Regions from separate parts of the Ovis aries genome. Here region 2 is linked to region 1. Evidence: chromatin contacts called from public Hi-C data. All regions are on one chromosome and are shown on one strand. The core of a region is the stretch at or near the end of the contact, and the rest is flanking DNA. Distances in the headings are between cores, read along the strand shown. Region 1 holds the start of HOXA1 (homeobox A1). Region 2 holds the start of SKAP2 (src kinase associated phosphoprotein 2).

Evidence for each region. A called contact is a pair of places that touch in the nucleus more often than the background predicts.
Region 2: a contact with region 1 is called in a Hi-C map of muscle, with 2.4 times the contacts expected there. The contact joins the promoter of SKAP2 here to the promoter of HOXA1 in region 1. A contact is called at or near these places in 2 of 16 Hi-C or Micro-C datasets (muscle and skin fibroblasts).

Annotation. Positions count from the first base shown.
Region 1 is chr4:70,523,488-70,529,154 of ARS-UI_Ramb_v3.0, reverse strand. It overlaps HOXA1 (homeobox A1), which reads right to left and starts at 3,523. Exons shown (of 2, transcript XM_012176900.5): 1 at 2,497-3,523; 2 at 514-2,031. The coding sequence starts at 3,142. The coding sequence ends at 1,676. It overlaps LOC105606593 (a long non-coding RNA gene), which reads left to right and starts at 3,462. Exons shown (of 2, transcript XR_001039955.4): 1 at 3,462-3,613.
Region 2 is chr4:70,714,579-70,720,245 of ARS-UI_Ramb_v3.0, reverse strand. SKAP2 (src kinase associated phosphoprotein 2) reads right to left here and starts at 2,938. Exons shown (of 13, transcript XM_015095341.4): 1 at 2,713-2,938. The coding sequence starts at 2,779.

The DNA of each region.
Region 1 (5,667 bases), core at 2,274-4,773:
GACAACCCAAAAAGAAGGAAGAGGGGTGGGGTGGGGACCTCATCCACAAACAGCTTTATACTGGAGCTAATTACATGTGAATCTCTTGGTTCACTGATGTGAGGAAAGACTGACTGAAGAGTTTCAGCTTTTGAAGGAGATTCTGTTTATATATATGTCAACATTGAGTTGGAGGTGAAAAGGTTAGCACTTGACCCAGGAAGTATCCATGTTTGTTTCAAAAATAGATCTGCTTCATAAATTTCTTCACCATTCTTTTTTTTTCCATGATAAACTTGATTATAATATAGCAACTGCTGCTCTTTTAGACAAAACCAACCTATTCCATAGACAGTGTTAGGTGCAATTACACTCATAAGGGAAGCTTCAGCTACAAGATGAAAAGCTTTTACGTTTTTTTCAAGAAAAGGCCCACCTCTTTGAAAATACACACCACCACGCTTCTCCCTTTCCCCACATGAAATGAGCCAACTTTGGAGAAACCAGCAAATTGTAGCCATGCTGAAGCATATCTCAAACTTGAATATATTTATTACAGACATCTTAAGACCCGTAAACTCTGCTCTGGATCACACCACCCCAGGATCCCAGAGCTGTTCATGATTGTACAGGAAATGGGAAATATCACAAAAGGATAACTGATAGAACTCAGTGTGGTACTTCAGGGACACCAAAACGTTGTGCGACATGCAAAAGACTATTCACGAATCACACAAAATATACATTCATTGTGCCATCCATCACATTAACAACTGAGCTGAAAATACATCATATCCAGCTAAGATAACTGTGGAAGGAAGAAGCTGGTTTGAATAATACTTTTAGGTCCCAGATAACCCAGCACAAATTTTAAATAGAGTGTGGCCAGAGAAACAAGAAAGGGTTGGGGATGGGGAGAGATTTAGCCCAGGAAGCAAGGTTTCTGACCCCTGTATTCTGCAGGCCTTCTTAACTCACTGAAGGAACAAACTGAGACTACCTTCTAAGGCATCTGATTGATTTTAAGTGAGAACTTTTATTCTTTAACCTATAATCACAAAGTTGTACCAGCTTTGAGAGTTTGCCCATCCTGTTTTAATCTAAACATTAATCTAAACATTTCTAGAAAATCTGTATAAAGATAAATCTTTCAGGACAAAGTATTTACAACCAGCAAACTCACACACATGGAATTAAATTAAGGGATGAATTAATCGTGTAAACACGCTCATAGAGAATCTCTTCCTCATGAGCTCTTGGACTCTCCTCTCTCTCCAGCCTACTTTCAGGGCAAAGTAGGAGAGAACTGTAAATATACAGATAGATAAAAGATGAGAGGCCTCCCTCTGATATATTTCTGCTGGCAAAGGAGACTATTTTCCAAAGGGCATCTGAAAGGAGCAGTAGGTTCATTCGAAATCTCTTAAAAGTAGGGGTGTTAGGGGCCATCAGAAAATTGATGCTGGCGCTCAAGCTGCATTAGGGAGCTAACACCCCTTTCCCCCCACCCCCACATCAAGTCTCTCATCTAGAATTCTCTGGAAACACATTATCCCCAGCCAGGAGTTCCCCAGATAGGATCAGAAAGGAAGAGAGAGAGATTGTAAATGGAAAGAAGATAAGCTAAGAATGTGCTTTGGGTAAGAAGTCCCAGTGTGAGGAGTAGCCCTGGCTGCTGAGTGGGGCTGGGGCAGCCTCAGTGGGAGGTAGGTAGAGTGTCTGAGGTAGAAGAACCCGGGGAAGGAACGCAGGGCGAGGAGCTGGACTTCTCTGAGGATTCCTCAGCCTTCTCCTCGCTTCCCGTCGGAGTGGCTGGAGAGATGGGCAAGAGACCCTCCTTCTCTCGTTTCTTCTGCTTCATTCGGCGGTTCTGGAACCAGATCTTCACCTGGGTCTCATTGAGCTGCAGGGACGCGGCAATTTCCACCCTGCGGGCGCGTGTCAGGTACTTGTTAAAGTGAAACTCCTTCTCCAGCTCCGTGAGCTGCTTAGTGGTGAAGTTGGTGCGCACCGCATTGGGCTGACCCACGTAGCCATACTCTCCAATTTTCCCTGGGGGCAATGAGAGGAAAAGGTAAAAATGTTTATAATCATATCAGATTCCCTACACGCTTCAGAGCAACCTTCAGGTAAAAGGGAGAATCAAGACTTTCTCAACCTAATCCGGGCTTGGGAGGGTGAGTGATGAGGTGTAAGGTGTTGAACTGAAGTCAACCATTAGCATGGTCAGACCATGATTAATGGAGCCTGGAGATATTAACAGAATGCTCTCCACACACACACACACCTACCCACTTCCTAAACCTCTAAAATTCAGCCCCTTTGGAAACAACAGTCCCAGATGCTCCTCTGCCCCCAAAGCACCTGGGGAATCTCTCCACACCCTATAACAGAAGTGGGAGGCAAGAACTTTTCTTAAGAAGAAAAAAAAAAAAAAAGATTAATTTTTCATGGAAACTAAGCATACCAGCTCCTTCCAGAATCATAAAGGAGCATTCATGGAATGGCAAGACTGACCTGTTTTGGGAGGGTTTCTTTTGACTTTCATCCAGTCAAAGGTCTGTGCTGGAGAAGAGGTCTCTGACGCAGGGGAGCGACAGGCTTCTTGGTGGCTGGCGTGGAGAGGGGACAAGGAGTTATTATACGTGGCCAGGGCCAGGCTCTGGTGCTCTTGTCCATATGAGTGGTGAATGTACTGAGGCGAGCCCACCGCGCCCCCGGCATAACCCTGGTGGTGGTGCTGATGCTGGACCATGGGAGATGAGAGGTTTCCAGAGTAAACAGCGGGAGCGCACGAGGGGTACCCACCACTTACTTCTGCTTCCTGATTTAACGTGTAAGGGCTGTAAGGCGCGCCGAAGTTCTGCGCGCCGTAGCTTGGACCACAACTCGAGTGGGAGTAGGACACTCCCAGGTTCCCAGAAGTCTGATAGGTTGTCGGCTGGGGGTGGTGATGGTGGTGGTGGTGGTGGGGCGGGCTGATCTGCACCCCCCTGCCCACTAGGAAGCGGTCGTCGCTGCCACAGCTGTTGGCACTGACCGCGCACGACTGGAAAGTTGTAATTCCGTGGTCGGAGGGGTAGGCTCGCGCTGAGCAGGTCCCCGAGTCGCCACCGCTGAGGATGGGGTATTCCAGGAAGGAGCTCATTCTTGCATTGTCCATCTGTCACTGAGTGACCGGGTCCTGCGAAGTCCTGGGTGACCGTGCCAACTTTCTCACTTCCTCCATGGGGCCCAAGAAGAAAAATGATATGAATGTACAGTGCGCAAGAGGGGGGGCGGGAGGGCGGAGGGCGCTACGGGAGGGGCACGTGATTCTATCAGCCAATGGCGGAGCCTCCTGAGAAAGTTTGTTGGCTCCTGCAGTGATGGATCACCGTTTCAGTGGCATTTAAATCCCCGGCGCTCCCCAGTCTAGGTGACGCGCAGTCGCCCCCCCAGGCAGCCTGGGCGGCAGCAGCAGCTGCGACGGCCGCAGGGGCAGAAGCGGAGCGCTAAGGCGAAGGGGAGCAGAAGCTGCTTTCTGCGCGCGCCAACTCCAATCGCCCTCCCCCCTCCGGGAGGTGGGGGCTGGAAGGCATCCCCCGTCACCGCCCCCCTCCCCACCGCGCCCAGAAAGATTAATTGGCAAAAGGTGAGAAGCACGAAGGGCTCCGCGGTCTCTCGGGCTGGGAATCAGTGGGGAGGAGGAGCTCGCTGGGCGGCCACTAGCACACTGGCCGAGCCCGGAAAGCCAGGAACTGAAAGGGTCGCTTTCCCGGCTTCCGTCCCTCCTATGGTTCCTTGAGGAGGACCGAGAACGGTGGCGTAGGACATGGTTAGGCCACCAGGTCTCCAAAGTCGGGAGGAAAGTACGCAGAGGGCTGGTTCGGAGGAACCCAAGTGGGCGTGGAGGGAACGAGGGCAAGAAAGGAAACTTCCCTTCCTCAAGGAGAGTCCTGAAGCCTCCTTTCCTCCCGCCTCCCCCGCCGCCTCCCCCACCCCCCCGCCGCACACACACCTCCCCATCCTCCCCACCCTCTGGCTATTAGTGTGGCAACCGGGAGCTTCTGTAATTCGACGCCCGGGAGAGAGGGTGAGCCTTGGGAGCTAGGCTTGCTGGCCAAGGCTAGGGGTGGCCCGGCTCTTCGCCCTCCCTCTCTCCTCGCTCTCCGCCCCTTTCTCCTCCCCACTTAGCTTTGCTCCGGGAGCCCTACGGGGAGCAACTCCGCCGCTGGATTTTGAGGGCTAGGAGGAGGGGAGAGAGAGATGACGATAGCGGACGTGGCCAGCGTGGGGGCCGGGCCCTGCGCTGCAGGCCATCTGCCGGCTCCCTAGGAACAAGGAGCCTGCAGGCTCCCATCCGGGCCTCAAAGGGTGAGACCACAGCTCCGGCGAAGTACGATGAACTCCTCTTCCCCACCCCCACCCACCCCCGCAAGGTTTCTTGTTTTCTGGAGGGGGACGTTAGAAGTGGTAGAGTCTCTTTTATCTACACCCTCCCATTCAAGTAGGGGTGGGAGCTGGCAGGTGGGAGGGGCGGGGGACAGATGGCTGATGGTGGACAGGACATTCTCTTCTTCCCCAGCAACACCTCCTCCCTTTTGTAACTGACTGTGTAGTTCCTTGTGTAAACCTGCAAGTCTACCCCTAGAGAGACACGTGCAAATCTGAGCGTCATCCCAGGACAGCGTTCCTGTTCTCCATCACCTTCCTCTTACCCCGATGCCCACGGGGTCGTTAACTGCTCTTTACTATTAGGCCTTGTGTCAGCCTTTGGCTTGTAGAGAGAAAAGGCCAAACAGAAGCCAAGAATTGATGCATTCTTAGGTAAAAGAAGTCCAGACATCATACAAGAATTTTGCAGCCAATGCTGTACAGATTTGACTCTGACCATGTTCACCATATGGGGATCCAACGGATCAAATTTATCTGATTGTGTGTGACTTTGGGGTTCCCACTCCCCTCCAGCTTTCCCTTCCCGGTTAAAAAAAGGAAGTTTTGCTTGAGGCAGGCACATTTCAGAGGTGTTAGCCTTTCAGGTGTCTGTGTCCTGTTCTCTACCTATACAAGTTCTCTCCTAATCTGTCTCCCCAAGAGGGAAAACGGACAGACATTTGACTGTGGATTCCCTCAGAAGCGAGGGCGCATTTTTTCCTAAACATTTCCTTTTGAAAGGTATTTTCCTGTGACCTGTGACCTATCCCCAATCACAGTTAAGAGGGAGGCCTGGAAAGGTCACTCCTGCCCCCCCCCCCATTTCAGCACCTGGAGAAGGGAAAAGGCAAGGAGGCCCTCCTGGAGGTGGCTTCCTTGGGAGTGCCAGGCGTCCAGCCAAGGGGGAGAGAAGGGGCTCTTGGGGGGAAGGAGACAGGACATGAGGGGGTCCAGGCTGGCTTTGCGGACGACCTGCTCTTCCAGCCGAAGCTCGTCAGTAGGCTCTGGCTCTTGCCTCACTCCTGTCCCTTTGTTGGCTTCCTCGGCCCGGGTCTGCACGACCCCCTCCGCCGCAGGGCTTACACCACAGTCACTCCAGTCTGCAACCTCTCTCCTTCCTCTGCTAGTTCTGGGCCTCTGAGCTCCTCTCCCTCCACCTCTCTTCTTCCCTCCGGGCTTCTTTTCGCGGCCTTCGTGGGCGGAATGTTTTTCTTGGGATCACACATAAGCTTTCGCTCGCACACAAGTACGCTGCACTGCGGCGGGCTACCG
Region 2 (5,667 bases), core at 1,689-4,188, 190 kb before region 1:
TATACTGATTTCATGGAAATATAAATAACTACAAACTATACAGCCACTTTCTAAAGTGCATCATCAAATGTGAGCTAAGAATGATAACCTCTATGGATTTTTGCATTTCTACAGCATTTTTTAAGGAAAGGAATAGGAAGGAGGAGGAACAAACATTGAAAAGAAAGACTAAAACTCCTATAATCAGAAGGAAAAATAAAAGAGAGAAAATAATAAATTGATAAGAATACATTTGATACCTACCTCCATCAAGCAGTTGAAATGTCAAACATTCAATACATCTGAGTGACATAACAATTTGGATAAAGGGAACATAGAACATAATGGGAGCTATCCAAACACTTTTTTTGATAGGCATATCTTTTGCTTTGATTCTTTCTTTCTGAAGGGATTTTAAATGCTTGAAAAGTTAGTTCTTTATCTTTCCTGCCTTGGAATTCTAACATAGTGCCATTCATTCTAAGAGCACTCGACTGTTAACTACAACCACCACTGCCAACATGTCCTTAGTTTCAAAGAACGAACCAGGAGAGCCAGCAATATCTTTAAAATTCAAACCAATGCCAACTCTTCTCCTATAGTTTTAATAGTTTTAAATCTAACCATACCCCATTAGTCAAACACTTGAGTAAAACGAAATGTGAATAAAACTGCTGATCTCACTTATTCTTTAAAACTTCTCTACAAAAAAAAATATTTTAATTAGTCAGCCATAAAACATTAACTACTTTTCTTCAAATGGCTAGTTTAAAAAGAAAACTGGAAAACATTGGTTCACTTGTTTCATTTCTTTAAAGTATATCTCATTATAGATACTTATATTTCCTCATAGCCATACCTCTTGAAAATACAGTATAAGCCAAGTTTGTCACTACTAGAAGTTTAATGTTTTAATAGTTGTTCTTAATATTTCATGTTTTAATATGTGATTTACTTCAATAATGTGAGATACTGAAAATGTCAAGATTATTTTTGAAATGCTAATTTCAGATATTATGTATTATCTGACTACAGAGCAGAGAAATGGCTAAAGTATATATGAAGTTAGCAATGGCAGATAACTTAAGTATTATTTAATCCTGAGCTTTCAATTAAATTACACAAGTAAGGGCTACATGAAATACTTGTAATCCATGGGGATCAGAAAATAGAGTCTCATAACCTATATATCATACTATCTGCAAATTACGCCTGTGGATCCAGATTACAAACTGTCTACTGTGGAGCTGTCAAGCTTTAAAAGCATGTATCCAGGGGGTCTATGCTTTACTTCTTAAACTCAAAAATTCAGACCTAAAATATCCTGAAAATGGTGACTTCTCTCTTTAGAGTTATGATAAACAGTTCTCTAACCTGGTAAAATAATATTCTAAGCAAGGAATCCCAGCATGGTAACAACAAACATGTTAACTGTCTTAAAATAAAATCAGCACTCACTTGAAACTCTCATAGAATGGAATAAAAGCTGCCTTGACTCAGTCCCTAAGGTTCTTTCAGTATATCCCACAATGGTACCCATTAACAAGCATTTCTTAGAGTAAATCACTACCCCACAACAAATGCAGTCATCGTAACACTGAAATCATGTTCACAAAACATGTCTGCATTCATACACTGTTAATTTTATTTTCTCTAACAGCATATTAAGAGATTTAGTCTCACAGTGCTCTAACAGTAACTACATATAATGCCACATTTTAAATATTGCTTTAAGAGTTAAAATAAGCAAATTGTATCATAGGCATCTAAGAGAAACTTTTAACCCACTTTTTCATGACCAATATTGAAAGATACTTAAACTAAAAATTTTAGATCAAAATTCAATATTCAGAATTCTGATGTACACATGACAAAGTGAATAACGGGAAGAATTTCAGAGCATCAGGATAGGTAAAATTTTTGCTACCCCAGAAAAGGATTTATTTTCTACGTTGTGCAGAAATATATGTTTTTATTGGCCCCTAGCGAAAATATACATCTCCCATATTAGATAACGAAGTAGCAGTGGATTTGTAACAGCCTTGAAGAATGCATCTTTAATTCCTAAGTTCCTACAAACGGTCACTCAAGACTGAAAAGGGGAAGATGGGGGTGCAAATACGAAATACTGTACATTCATCGTCACAGGAAGCTGGACTTTAACACATCCTTCCTTTTGTGTTGTAACACGTTACTCAGGCTGAAGACAAGTGGTCATTTGAGAGTCAGGCCCCCTTTTAAAGTCTCAAATATGGGTGGGCTGAATGTTCAAGAAAATGGGAGTTTTAGAAATGACAAACCCTGTGGTCCCATAACCCCTAACTCCTAACCTCTGTAGCTCAGAAATCTCTTTCTCTTCCATCGGCCAAGGGACCAAAGAACTAGTTCTTTGACCTCTCTCCTTCCTCATCTCTCTGTGACACACACACACAGTCTTCAAGGTACCCTGATCGCGCGCGCGCACACACACACACAATCTTCACGATACCCTGATCGCATTAGTAAAGCCCACCAAGAAGGGCTTCCCTACCATCCTCGCACCAAATTTCCACACACACGCCCACTCCCATTCTCACATCCCACTTCCCCACTCCCAGTCCCGTTCCCACTGGGCAGGAGGCGTGCAGAGAGCCAGGAGGGAGGGTAGAGACTCCGAATGCTTCTGTCCCCGCCGGCTCGCCGTCCCCGCGCCCCCGCCCCCGCCACATTACCCGCCCCCTTCCCGCTTTTTACCTGCCAACAGGTTCTTAATTTCCTCGGGGAGGGGGTAGGGAGAGGAGGTGCTGCTGGGGTTGGGCATGTTAGGGAGCTCGGGGCGTGAGGGGAAAGGACCTGTGCTGAAAGGGGAACCGACCCGCTAGGGTTGCGGCTGCGATCTAGACTCGGACTATCCCGGTAAGGACAGCGGGGCTAAGAGTCCGGACACTGCCAAGGCGAGGCTCATAACAAGGAAGTCACTGAAGCCCCAGCCACAGCTGCTGGACTCTCGGCCCAGCCCCGCCCGGCAATTCGGGGCGGGGAGGTGGGAGGGGCGGGGGGCGGGGAAGGGGTCCGAAGGGCCTGAGGGGCCTTAACTGCGCATGTGTAATCCCTAGGTTTTCCCTGCCTCCGAGAAGAGCCTCAGGGCAGGCCACACCCACCGCTACGTGGAGCGGGAGGAGCGGCTGGTGGGAAAGAGCGGACTGGGGCTGCATCACCTGATTCCGCGCCCGAAGCGCTTTGCGGCCATTTTGGTCACTGGTAGCGGCGCAAGTGCTGACCATTTCTGCACGGTCCCAGAAAATAAGGACTCTGCGGTGCGTCCAGGTTTTCCGATTGAGAGACTTTCTGGTTTTAATCAGTCCCGCCAAGGTTTAACACTTTGCGCAGCACCCCAGATGAAATTTTCGACCGCCCTAAACTATTGAGGCCTTCTTTGTCCGATTGCATGATGGCATCAAAGTCCCATCTTCCGCCAGTCTTCCCTGAGAGGCCTGTCCGGAGCTGCTCCAGAGAGCGCTCCGATTGGCTCTTACACTACGTAATTCAGATTTGGAGGGTGACCGATCTCCCGTACTAGGAAGCGCAGAGAGTTCTAGTTACAAACAGAAATAGATAGCACTGTCCACCTATAAGCATCAAAGAGAAAATTGCTATAATTCCATTAAAACGGAATTATAAAATGTTTTCATTGCAACCTGATCGTTTAATCATCAGATATGTACTGAGTATAATCTCAGCAAACTTACTGAGTTTAATCATCAGCTACTTACTGTCTTCTAGCTCTAAATCTTCTTACAGATTTTCTCTAAAACAGTGTGTGTGTGTGTGTCTGTGTGTGTGTGTCTGTGTGTGTAGAAGAAAAATATTTTTTTTCTTCAGATAGGAAACGGAAGATTTTATTGTGGCTCCAATCGCAATATAAATTGTTTATTCCTCTACCGTCCAACCTTCACTATATCAATGGTCCTTAAACTTTAGTTTGCGTTAGAATCACAGACAGAACCTATTACAATGCAGTCTCAAAAGTCCCGCTCCCAGAAATTCTGATTCTGTTTAGGATGGAACTTGATTGATTGCATTTTAAACAAGCCCCGTTGGTGATTCTGCTACTATACACCCTGAGGTTTTATTTTGAGAATCACTTTACTACCTTTGAGCTCCTATAGGACACAAAATGTGTCATAACTTACCTTTCATCTGCACCTGGAACCCACAACCTGACACAGAGTAATGGCTCTATTAATATTTCACACCAAGTAAATCTCACACAGTAATAAAAAGTAGTCAAATACAAGTCATTTGTGTATAATTCTCTAAGAAATACACCAAACACTAACTGTGAAAAGTGAAAGTTGCTCAGTCCTGTCCAACTCTTTGCAACCCCATATAGTCTAGGCCAGAATACTGGAGTGGGTAGCCTTTCCCTTCTTCAGGGGATCTTCCCAACCCAGGAATTGAACTGGGGTCTCCTGCATTGCAGGTGGATTCTTTACCAACTGAGCTATCAGAACACTAACTGTAAAAGGAAAAATTAAAACATTTTGGAGTTCTCTCAAAACAAAAACCAACACAAAAACTTTAGAATTGTAGTATAACATGCAAAATAACAAAGACACCCCAAAATGGAACCTGAAATTCCTATTCAGAACTGTGATGAATTATAGAAAAACTGTTGAAAATCAGAATTCTTTTTGGTGGAGGTAAAAGTGGATAAAAAGTTATTTTACAACATAAGTCCTCCAACTTCAAAGAATTGAGAATTTTTTGTGTGTGTGTGTGTGTGTGTTTTTTATTTTTTTATTTTATTTTTTTTTTAATTTTAGTTTTTTATTTTTTAAATTTTAAAATCTTTAATTCTTACATGCATTCCCAAACATGAACCCCCCTCCCACCTCCCTCCCCATAACAACTTTCTGGGTCATCCCCATGCACCAGCCCCAAGCATGCTGCATCCTGCGTCAGACATAGACTGGCGATTCAATTCACATGATAGTATACATGTTAGAATGTCATTCTCCCAAATCATCCCACCCTCTCCCTCTCCCTCTGAGTCCAAAAGTCCGTTATACACATCTGTGTCTCTTTCCCTGTCTTGCATACAGGGTCGTCATTGCCATCTTCCTAAATTCCATATATATGTGTTAGTATACTGTATTGGTGTTTTTCTTTCTGGCTGACTTCACTCTGTATAATCGGCTCCAGTTTCATCCATCTCATCAGAACTGATTCAAATGAATTCTTTTTAACGGCTGAGTAATACTCCATTGTGTATATGTACCACAGCTTTCTTATCCATTCATCTGCTGATGGACATCTAGGTTGTTTCCATGTCCTGGCTATGATAAACAGTGCTGCGATGAACATTGGGGTACATGTGTCTCTTTCAATTCTGGTTTCCTCGGTGTGTATGCCCAGAAGTGGGATTGCTGGGTCATAAGGTAGTTCTATTTGCAATTTTTTAAGGAATCTCCACACCGTTCTCCATAGTGGCTGTACTAGTTTGCATTCCCACCAACAGTGTAGGAGGGTTCCCTTTTCTCCACACCCTCTCCAGCATTTATTGCTTGCAGATTTTTGGATCGCAGCCATTCTGACTGGTGTGAAGTGGTACCTCATTGTGGTTTTGATTTGCATTTCTCTAATAATGAGTGATGTTGAGCATCTTTTCATGTGTTTGTTAGCCATCCGTATGTCTTCTTTGGAGAA